Regions from separate parts of the Xenopus tropicalis genome. Here region 1 is linked to region 2. The links are chromatin contacts, called in public Hi-C maps. All regions are on one chromosome and are shown on one strand. Each heading gives the region's core, a stretch centred on a gene start, on an enhancer-like site or on the middle of the called end of the contact. The rest is flanking DNA. Distances are from core to core; before and after follow the strand shown. Region 1 has its middle 20 kb from the start of znf883l. Region 2 holds the start of cyp2c8.1 (cytochrome P450 2C20).

What was found. Hi-C and Micro-C count contacts between places; a contact is called where the count stands out from the background.
Region 1: a Hi-C map of gastrula embryo shows a contact between it and region 2, with 2.4 times the contacts expected there. The contact joins the enhancer-like site here to the promoter of cyp2c8.1 in region 2. A contact is called at or near these places in 5 of 5 Hi-C or Micro-C datasets (brain, gastrula embryo, liver and 2 more).

What each region holds. Positions count from the first base shown.
Region 1 is chr8:118,572,116-118,577,641 of UCB_Xtro_10.0, forward strand. No RefSeq gene overlaps it. Among named protein-coding and RNA genes, the nearest start is that of znf883l, 20 kb to the right of the region's middle. Within about 2 kb of position 3,731, at least 4 of the 11 cell types and tissues checked have an H3K27ac peak or open chromatin away from gene starts, as enhancers often do. A contact at or near this core is called in gastrula embryo, where this site is marked.
Region 2 is chr8:118,523,238-118,528,618 of UCB_Xtro_10.0, forward strand. It overlaps cyp2c8.1 (cytochrome P450 2C20), which reads left to right and starts at 3,019. Exons shown (of 9, transcript XM_002937205.4): 1 at 3,019-3,408. The coding sequence starts at 3,055.

The DNA.
Region 1 (5,526 bases), core at 2,481-4,980, 50 kb after region 2:
ACAAATGGCAAAACGTGGAAATTTGCTGCGAATCCATGCCTGGCGAAACATTTCGCCAATCACTACTGTGGGGCCATTGAGCCTGTAGTAATTATTGAGCCTGGCATAAACCATGATCCATAATATGCTGCCAAACAAACATTCCTCTAAATTTGCAGTTATTCTTGAGCCTAGCAACATGCGTTCCTCTGTGCCGCAGGGAGGCATCGCTTTAGTAGTATATACACTTGGTGAACAGCATCTCACTTGCGTGTTCTACAGGGCTCTCTCATGAGTTTGATCTATATGGTAAGTCAGTCCGAAAACATTTGAGTTAACCAGGGGCTGGCTCCATAATCGGTTTGAAGCAAATCCATCGGTGTGTTCATGAATCTCCACATTGCTAGTGTATAACACAGCCTTTTTTGAAAGGTGCCATTACACTTGTTGGTATGGCCTCTTGGGACCTAAAGGCTGGCAGGTTGCAGCCAATCTCATGGCATCTGCTGGATCACAGTAGCTCAAGCAGGGTAATAAGATGGCATGTACATTACATCTTAATTATGTTGCTGGGTATCTCCTCTGCCTTGAGAATAGCTTCACAGCTGGACAGGGGTTAGGTGCTTGTTACCCAGCAAGCAGCCGTTAAATAAACTTTATGCATTACCTTGCTAAGCTATCATTGTCACTTCTGTTCAGTTCGGAGGGTCTAACCCTTGCATTGAATTGGCTGCGGGATTACAGCTGTTTAGGCATATTGTATAATTTCTACAGGGCTTGAGAATATATAAAGTTTCACCTGGCTTCCAATTACATGCTATGGGTGAATGTTTTGGGGTTCTCCTGGTTTGGATTTGAGATCAGCCAATCCTATTAGAAGTCTTCAATACATTGCTAGATTCTTCTCCTGAAGTCGTTAGCATGACAATGGATAGGTTACTATGAAGTTCAACAAAGTTATTGCAGTACCATCCAGAAGTCTGCCAGAGCCTAGTTTCCCTCCCAATTGGGTATTAGCTTGCTATGTCCCAGATAGTGCTCATATGGAGTACGACCAGGGAAAAGAAAAAATTCTATCATACTTACTGTGATTTTCCTTTCCTGGGAGTACTCCATATCAGTACGTTCCCATCCCTTATGCAAGATCCCTCTGATGGGGCATGGGGGCGGGGATATCCCAGATAGTGCTGATATGGAGTACTCCCAGGAAAGGAAAATCACAGTAAGTACGATAGAATTTTCCCTTTTTAAGGGACAGTTACTGATAGGCTCATGGGATGTTCTTTTTTTTCCCATAAAACGGATCAGCGCACCAAAGGCCACCTCTTTAGATTATAAAAATGGAATATTTGAAGCAGTGTAGGTGGTTTTTGATGAGTTCTTGAACAAGCATAATATCTACAGTTAGTATTGATGTTGGTATATATGGTTAATGTATGTGAGTGTATAGATGGGTCTGTATGTGAGTGGATAGATAGGTCAGTATGGGTCTGTATGTGAGTGGATAGATAGGTCAGTGTGGGTCTGTATGTGAGTGGATAGATAGGTCAGTGTGGGTCTGTATGTGAGTGGATAGATAGGTCAGTATGGGTCTGTATGTGAGTGTATAGATAGGTCAGTATGGGTCTGTATGTGAGTGGATGGATAGGTCAGTGTGGGTCTGTATGTGAGTGGATAGATAGGTCAGTGTGGGTCTGTATGTGAGTGTATAGATAGGTCAGTGTGGGTCTGTATGTGAGGGGATAGGTAGGTCAGTGTGGGTCTGTATGTGAGTGGATAGATAGGTCAGTGTGGGTCTGTATGTGAGTGGATAGATAGGTCAGTGTGGGTCTGTATGTGAGTGGATAGATAGGTCAGTGTGGGTCTGTATGTGAGTGGATAGATAGGTCAGTGTGGGTCTGTATGTGAGTGGATAGATAGGTCAGTGTGGGTCTGTATGTGAGTGGATAGATAGGTCAGTGTGGGTCTGTATGTGAGTGGATAGATAGGTCAGTGTGGGTCTGTATGTGAGTGGATAGATAGGTCAGTACGGGTCTGTATGTGAGTGGATAGATAGGTCAGTACGGGTCTGTATGTGAGTGGATAGATAGGTCAGTACGGGTCTGTATGTGAGTGGATAGATAGGTCAGTACGGGTCTGTATGTGAGTGGATAGATAGGTCAGTACGGGTCTGTATGTGAGTGGATAGATAGGTCAGTACGGGTCTGTATGTGAGTGGATAGATAGGTCAGTACGGGTCTGTATGTGAGTGGATAGATAGGTCAGTATGGGTCTGTATGTGAGTGGATAGATAGGTCAGTATGGGTCTGTATGTGAGTGGATAGATAGGTCAGTATGGGTCTGTATGTGAGTGGATAGATAGGTCAGTGTGGGTCTGTATGTGAGTGGATAGATAGGTCAGTGTGGGTCTGTATGTGAGTGGATAGATAGGTCAGTGTGGGTCTGTATGTGAGTGGATAGATAGGTCAGTGTGGGTCTGTATGTGAGTGGATAGATAGGTCAGTGTGGGTCTGTATGTGAGTGGATAGATAGGTCAGTGTGGGTCTGTATGTGAGTGGATAGATAGGTCAGTGTGGGTCTGTATGTGAGTGGATAGATAGGTCAGTATGGGTCTGTATGTGAGTGGATAGATAGGTCAGTGTGGGTCTGTATGTGAGTATACAGATAGGTCAGTATGGGTCTGTATGTGAGTGGATAGATAGGTCAGTGTGGGTCTGTATGTGAGTGGATAGATAGGTCAGTGTGGGTCTGTGTGTGAGTGGATAGATAGGTCAGTATGGGTCTGTATGTGAGTGGATAGATAGGTCAGTGTGGGTCTGTATGTGAGTGGATAGATAGGTCAGTATGGGTCTGTATGTGAGTGGATAGATAGGTCAGTATGGGTCTGTATGTGAGTGGATAGGTCAATGTGGGTCTGTATGTGAGTGGATAGATAGGTCAGTATGGGTCTGTATGTGAGTGGATAGATAGGTCAGTGTGGGTCTGTATGTGAGTGGATAGATAGGTCAGTATGGATTTGTGTGGGTGGTGGATTCACTCGGAAGGGTTGAAATTGATGGACTTTTTTTTTTTTTTCAACCCAACTTAACTATGTTATGAGCTGTGCTGTTGGCTAACATACTACAATAAATATGTCCCTTTGTCTAAAGAACAGACACTACAAGCCTGACCAAGTAAAAGATAGGGTTTTGTGGGCTTATACAAACAACAGTGTTTTGTGTATATGTGTGTGTGTGTGTGTATATGTGTGTGTGTATATATATATATACGTTATTCAGTACATAACATTGCCAGAAGTTAGCAATTAAGCGCCTTTATTATACAGGGAGACCTGTTGGTTACACAGTGACTTTAGCAATGCCTCAGAATACGCAGCTACCTACTAATCACGCAGGACTTCATGAAAGCGATATAACTAAGTTATTACATTGCGCCACCTGGTGTCAGAGAGCAGCATTAATGACGTACTGAAGCCCAATCACATGTGCGGAAATGGAAGGGATCCCAACACAAGTTACCCGAGAGCCGTCCGTAGCCTCCAGCCCCCCCCTCCCACAGCCGGGCTCAAGGGGGCGGCGCTTCCTCTCCCAGTCAGTCAGTCAGCGCCACAGGCTCGGCCTGGAAACGTCTAGTGCCCGTGTGTAATAAATATTCCAGCGGCAATGGACACGGTGCTTGGACGCCTTTGTTCTTATCTCTTAATCCCACAGATCTAACGCTCTCCCACCCCCACAGATTCCACTCCGGCTAATCCAATTACATGCTGGTGATTATCAGTAGAACTGCATGGGGCACTGGGGCAGGATGAGAACAATAAACAAAGCAGTAGATAACGTATCAGTTGCAGTTATGTATCTCTCTTGTCCAGTTTACAGAGCCCTCTATTGGAGTGATAGTAACATTGCCTCAGTAACAATTCTCATCGTCTTCACACAGCGGCCCCTGTTGGTTGAAATTCACCCTTTTATTAGTGACTGCGGTCTTGCATCTAAAGCCATCTGTTGGTAATAAGCAGAATAGCAATTAGAATAACCACTGTGTATCGGAGAGAGCCACCTGTTGGTTTTGAGCAGCATAGCAATGTCTGTATTGGAGTGACGACGGTGTATCGGAAAGAGCCCCACCTGTTGGTAATGAGCAGCATAGCAATGCCTGTATTCGAGTAACCACCGTGTATCGGAGAGAGCCATCTGTTGGTTTAAAGCAGCATAGCAGTGTCTGTATTATAGATTGACTACAGTGTATCGGAGAGAGCCATCTGTTGGTTTAAAGCAGCATAGCAATACCTGTATTATAGAGTGACTACCGTGTATCAGAGAGAGCCATCTGTTGGTTTAAAGCAGCATAGCAATACCTGTATTATAGAGTGACTACCGTGTATCGGGGAGAGCCATCTGTTGGTTTTGAGCAGCATAGCAATACCTGTATTATAGAGTGACTACCGTGTATCAGAGAGAGCCATCTGTTGGTTTAAAGCAGCATAGCAATACCTGTATTATAGAGTGACTACCGTGTATCGGGGAGAGCCATCTGTTGGTTTTGAGCAGCATAGCAATGCCAGCATTAGAGTGACCATGGTGTATCGGAGAGAGCCATCTGTTGGTTTAGAGCAGCATAGCAATGCCTGTATTAGAGTGACCACGTTGTATCAAAGTGAGCCACCTGTTGGTTAGAAAGCAGCACAGTAATGCCTGTATTAGAGAGCCCCCTGTTGGTTAGAAAGCAGCATAGCGACAGTAACAGCAGTCTAATGCACAGCCACCTGCAGGTAGGCCGCAGTTGGAACACAAGGCGCAGCAGCCTCTCTCACACACAGAGCCCCCTGTTGGTGGAACTATAGAACATAACGGATCTTATATTGGTCTTTCCCAAAGCGCCACCTTTTGTCCGGAAAGCAGCATAACAATGGTTATATTGCACTGTTTCGAGTTGTTAAAGGGTAAATATGCCGTTTTCGCATGCAACAGCTAATAGCGCTCCAGCAGAATCCTGCGCTTAAATCTGTTGTTTGTTTTTAAAGAGCAAATCAATTCTGTATAGTTAACTTTAATTAGTGAGACATCAGACAGCCGTTCCACTCATTTCATAGTATTATCTCAGCCAGCTGATTTTGCACTTGGATAAGATAGTCTTTAGTGCTGCTCTAAAATGTAATGTTTATATCTACCTGTGCCTTATCTTTTGAGCGTTATCTGTCCGTGCCGGCCTCAGACAATGGGCATATGATAGCCCACCCCCATGCGGCTTTTGATTGATGCAGCTGAACTGATAGGAGCTCCGGGTTTCTAGGCTGCTATCAGTCCTAGAAACGGCTGGTGCCTAGGGTGGAACCAATGAGGGGAGGGGGCGCATTTTCCAATAGTAGAGGGCACAATGATAGAAGTTTCTTTTAATACAAAAAAAATCCTATTGCTTACAGAAGAAAAAACTCACAGGATTTCCAACTGATTAATCATCCTTTCAAAATACATAGAAAATGATTCCCCCAAATTGTACAAGCCTATAACAATGCTTTCAGCCTTATGATGATATGCTCCCCTCCTTTTA
Region 2 (5,381 bases), core at 1,769-4,268:
GTACAGTATTTTGAGAGGGGAACTGTACTTATGTATTAGCAATACCATGCTATAGTTCCATGGGTACCCAGGGAAGAATAAAAGAAGACATTCCAAATGTCACCCTAATTGTTTTTGCTAGACTTAGACTATAATTGTCCTTATGCCAGACTATTTTAAACTGTTAAATAGATTAGAACGCATTATGCAAATGAGAATAGAACATTGTCTGTGCCACCGGCTAGGTATCTGGTCCCAGTCTCCTAATGTAATTGTCTCCTAGTTAGGATTAAGCTCTGTGTCTATTCTCCTAAACAATGCCTCAGGTTCAATGTAGTAGATTGGTAATGGGGACAGCTCACACTGGTGTAAAACTGACATTGCTACAGTTCCAAGGTATGGTACTGATCTAAAGTACATAAATCCTAGATCCCAAGCATTCAGGATAAGATATGCAATAAATGTACTTTACACACTTCTCCATAAGCACAATAAAACCCCTTGTACATAAAATTGTTTGTATGAAGAAAAACAAGGCTTGAATCCCTGTCTGCAGGATTTTCCTCTTCACAGAGTGGCAACAAATTTCTATCAATGTTGCCTGGAAAAACTGACGGACAGAAATGTCTACATTTGTTAGAATTTATCTATGTATCCTTTACTGTTCTAAGGCAAATTACATTCAACAAGGATGTATAAAGTATTTTATTGAACTAGTAACCAGAATCCTAGCCCTCTGCTGTTGGGGGTGTGAGTTGCAGTTCTACAACAGTTGGAAAGCTACAGGCTGCGTGGCCTGACTAATAATCTGCAAATATATATCAATTGTTACACATTGCACTCATTACAATATATAATTAAATCCACATGAGGCACCTGTGATGCAAGATGAAACTACCCAGGAAATATGCTGCTGATTGCAGATGATGAGTTTTTGGCAGAGAAAGTTAAATTGACAGTATAGCCCATACTACATGTTATTAACACATACATTCAAAACAGTGTTTTAATGGCCCATAGCAACTTACCTTACTGTATAAGCCAATTCATAAAGTCCAAATGTGTTCAGCAAAACTCTGGCATCAGCAGAAAGACAAGGAGACCCTCTCAGTCCAGGCAGCAAAGAGGTGTCAGTGAGAGCTCGTATCTTGATAAGCTGCCTATTGTTCAACTGACAGGCTGATCAGACAAGGCTCTGTGAGCAAGTGCTGGAAAACTACTTAGTGCTGCTTCTTTTAGAGACCGCAACTTGCATTTGCACTGACAAGCACAAGGGAGCCTTATAATTCCAGCAGAAAATATCTGACCCTTCCAGTATGTAACACTCCATGCACAGACAGTTGTACTCCAAATACAACGAAAAATTACCTACCTACAAACCCCTGTACAAAATGAGCCCTGCAGCATTTTGATTTCAGGTGTTGCTGATATTAAAAGGGATGAAATACATTTGCATTTTTGGTTGATGGTAAAACACACAGAATTGCATTGCTTAACAGTGTTTTGAAATGTTATTAACAAGTACAAGCCAAAAAGAGATAAGAAAATACTGAGGATCTATAGGGTATTTTATGCTTCTGCTTTTGGAATGTGTGTTGCAGTTCAACAACAGGATTCTGCAAGTATATATCAATTGTTACACATTACACTAATTGCAATGTATCATTTAATCAACATGAGGCACCTTTGATACTAGATGTTATGTTGTTTCTCCTGAATGTATATTGAGTCCATCTCCTGCCTGGTTAATTAACATTTATTCAATCCACATTCAGCCTTGGCTCCCCCAAAAACAACTGCAGCACAATTCAACAAGTGTGTTCACTAGATATACAATACAAACGTTAAAGTTTTGATTAAGCATCTTTCCTAACAGGTCCATGCAAACAAATGATAATACAAACTCCCCACCCCCTCCAACCAATGAAATATTACAACTGAATTTGAAGATTCAGTCAGTTCACTTCTTAATAATTGTGCCAGTGAATTTCACAGCAGTTCCCCAGTTCAATCTGGACTTCTCAGCTCCCACTACAAAGCCCTGTCCCAGTCACTGAGACCTATAGTAATCAGTAACACTTCAGCTTGCATAGTCTCACCAGAGTTGGCTTATTGGAAATGCTGATTGGATGCAATTACTGAAATCACAATACAAAGCACAAATTATCCAATTAAGCAGGAAATTTCTGTGCTTTAGTGGAAAAAGAGCACAGAACTTTTCTGTAACATGAAAATGTGGCTGGATATGGCCATACTTGTCTAGACAGGTTGACAACATTTGACCCTATTGGCGGCCAGTACTAACCAAAGCTGCATGTCGGCAATCCCTTGTAAATGGAAATTAATTAACACAAGGTGATGCCAACTAAAGAGACTTTGCTTTTTAGGCAGCATAAGGAGGGTGTTTATTTAAACGTCTCTTTTCTCATTTAAAATATCCTAACCGGTACAAATACATCGGCCCCATATACAGCAATCAATATGTTACCTAACCATGCACACACAAGTTATCATATTAGCGCCACAACAACTTGCAGCTTCCATAGAACAGACCCACAGCAATGAAATAAAAAAAATGCACAAAGTATAATTTTTAAACAAAGAACCAACAATATATGGTTACACTGAAATAATATATAAGTAGGGCCACACTGGCAATGTCCTTATAGGGGCTGGTTGGGCCTCTATGTAACTAAACTAGTGGGGTCCTTACGAGTCGCAGTCCGGACCTCACATACATACTGATATACATTGCATGACTTCGTTATCATTGTAGCATAAATGTTGCAAAAACAATGTTTCTTTATGAAATAACGAACGCGTGTTTTTTTTGTATCAAAAATGTATAAAAGGCAATCAGCCCATTGCTACTTACAATTAGGAGCTGCCTGTTCGGTCGAGCCTGGGACACAACCCTTGCGCGGTGTTCGTACCATAAAACGGAATCGGTAACTCCACGGAAAGTCCCCAAACTTACTGCTTCAGTCGCTATTGCCCTCATGGCACATGCTGTGGAATTAACACCATGAAACAGGCGCAGCGTCTATCCATTCCTGACGCAAGAGAAACGAGCATATGCATCAGCCGCTTCAGGTACAGGTGTGCTGCATCTCCGCGGCTCCGTCCGACCGTGACGCCACGCCCCCTCCCCGCCTAGACACGCCCACACAATGCGAGTCTCCTACTGAAGCGATCTCTGAGGCCGCTACAGACACGCCCAGGGCTCAGCATCTTATCTCCGTATCGCTTTGCTGCTGCTTCTCTTCAGACATGGATGTTCTTACACTTCTGCTAATCCTCTTATCACTTCTACTGCTGTTTTGGAGGAGATACAAGAAACGGCTTGATTTGCCCCCAGGACCATTCCCGTTGCCCCTGTTGGGTAATATTCTCCAGGGGAAGGCTGTGCTGTACGAATCGTATCGCAAGGTACAATGCTGAGGCAGTAGCTATAGGGTTATACTGACATGGAGCACATTACAGGTTGTCTAACCCGTGTATCCCTGGTACAGGTATGGGACCTGTTATTCAGAATGCTCGGGACCTGGGATTTTCCTCCATAAGGGATCTTTCTGTAATTTGGATCTCCATAAGTCTGCTAAAAATCATTTAAATATTGAATAAACCCAATAGGGCTGTTCTGCCCCAATAAGGGGTAATTATATCTTAGTTGGGATCAAGTACAGGTACTGTTTTATTATTACAGAGAAAAGGGAATCGTTTAACCATTAAATAAACCCAATAGGGCTGTTCTGCCCCCAATAAGGGGTAATTATATCTTAGTTGGGATCAAGTACAGGTACTGTTTTATTATTACAGAGAAAAGGGAATCATTTAACCATGAAATAAACCCAATAGGGCTGTTCTGCCCCAATAAGGGGTAATTATATCTTAGTTGGGATCAAGTACAGGTACTGTTTTATTATTACAGAGAAAAGGGAATCGTTTAACCATTAAATAAACCCAATAGGGCTGTTCTGCCCCCAATAAGGGGTAATTATATCTTAGTTGGGATCAAGTACAGGTACTGTTTTATTATTACAGAGAAAAGGGAATCATTTAACCATGAAATAAACCCAATAGGGCTGTTCTGCCCCAATAAGGGGTAATTATATCTTAGTTGGGATCAAGTACAGGTACTCTTTTATTATTACAGAGAAAAGGGAATCATTTAACCATTAAATAAACCCAATAGGGCTGTTCTGCCCCAATAAGGGGTAATTATATCTTAGTTGGGACAAAGTACAAGGTACTGTTTTATTATTACAGGGAAAGGAAATCATTTTTAAAAATTAGAATTATTTGCTTATAATGGAGTCTATGGGAGATGGCCTTTCCGTAATTCCAGATAAGGGATCCCATACCTGTATTATTCATCATATATAAGAATCTGATCAGCTTTAAATACATTATTTAACTGGTAGCCCCCCTTCCTATTTGCACATTTATTTGACCTATAATCGCCAGGTGATTTGATGTTCTTAATACACCCAGATCAGAAGGAAGCTTAAATGTAATTTAAACATATTACATCTGAATAATATGCCCAACATTATTCCAATGTAATATGTTTAAATAACATGTAATGTTCCTTTTTTCTTAACAAGTGACTTTTTTTTACTTACACATAGCTGTTGTTTAACTACAACTCATCATCTGAGGAGATGCTAAGCATAGAATACACTAAATGCAGCTTTAACCTCCAGTCCCTTTTTAATGCTGACTTCTAGAGGCCAGATCAGCATATTCCAGAGAAGGACTGTCCAACTTCTGTGGTATGGAGAGCCTGTATTTCTCTGGCTTACATGGCGAAGGGCCAAAAATGGGACACAGTGTTGGCCATCCCTAGTTTTTAACACAGGTATATGAAAGCATGCCTATGTTATCACAAGAACCTTTCATACCATACCCACGTTGATGGTGGTAGCCCAACAAAAAAACATGGTTTATGTGGGAAAAGTTTATTAACTTGTATTAATACATACCCTTAAATCTATATGCCTTTCCCTCCCTTGTCAATAGCACAGCAAACCCCAGCACACAATAAAACGCATTAGGGACCCCCTAACAATTTTTTACAAATGAGTGGATTGTAACGCGTATGACCACCTTTACCGTCTGAATTGTGAACAATGAAGGGATTTATGGCCTGAATCTGAGATGTGAACAACGCAGGGATTTTACAAGTGTAAATGGTGTAGGGGCCAGTTAATCCCAGTACTAATTCCTTGTGTGGGGTGTAAAAGGTAAGCAGTCACAGCAGCCAGACTTTATTGTGGGGACCGCACAAGTAGACCCATGGGTTGCAAGTTGGACAGCATTGTTAAAGAGGATCAACATCTTTTCTTCTTACAAGAAGGAAATTTAACCCATGTTCTGGTTTAATTCTACCAACACAGGTA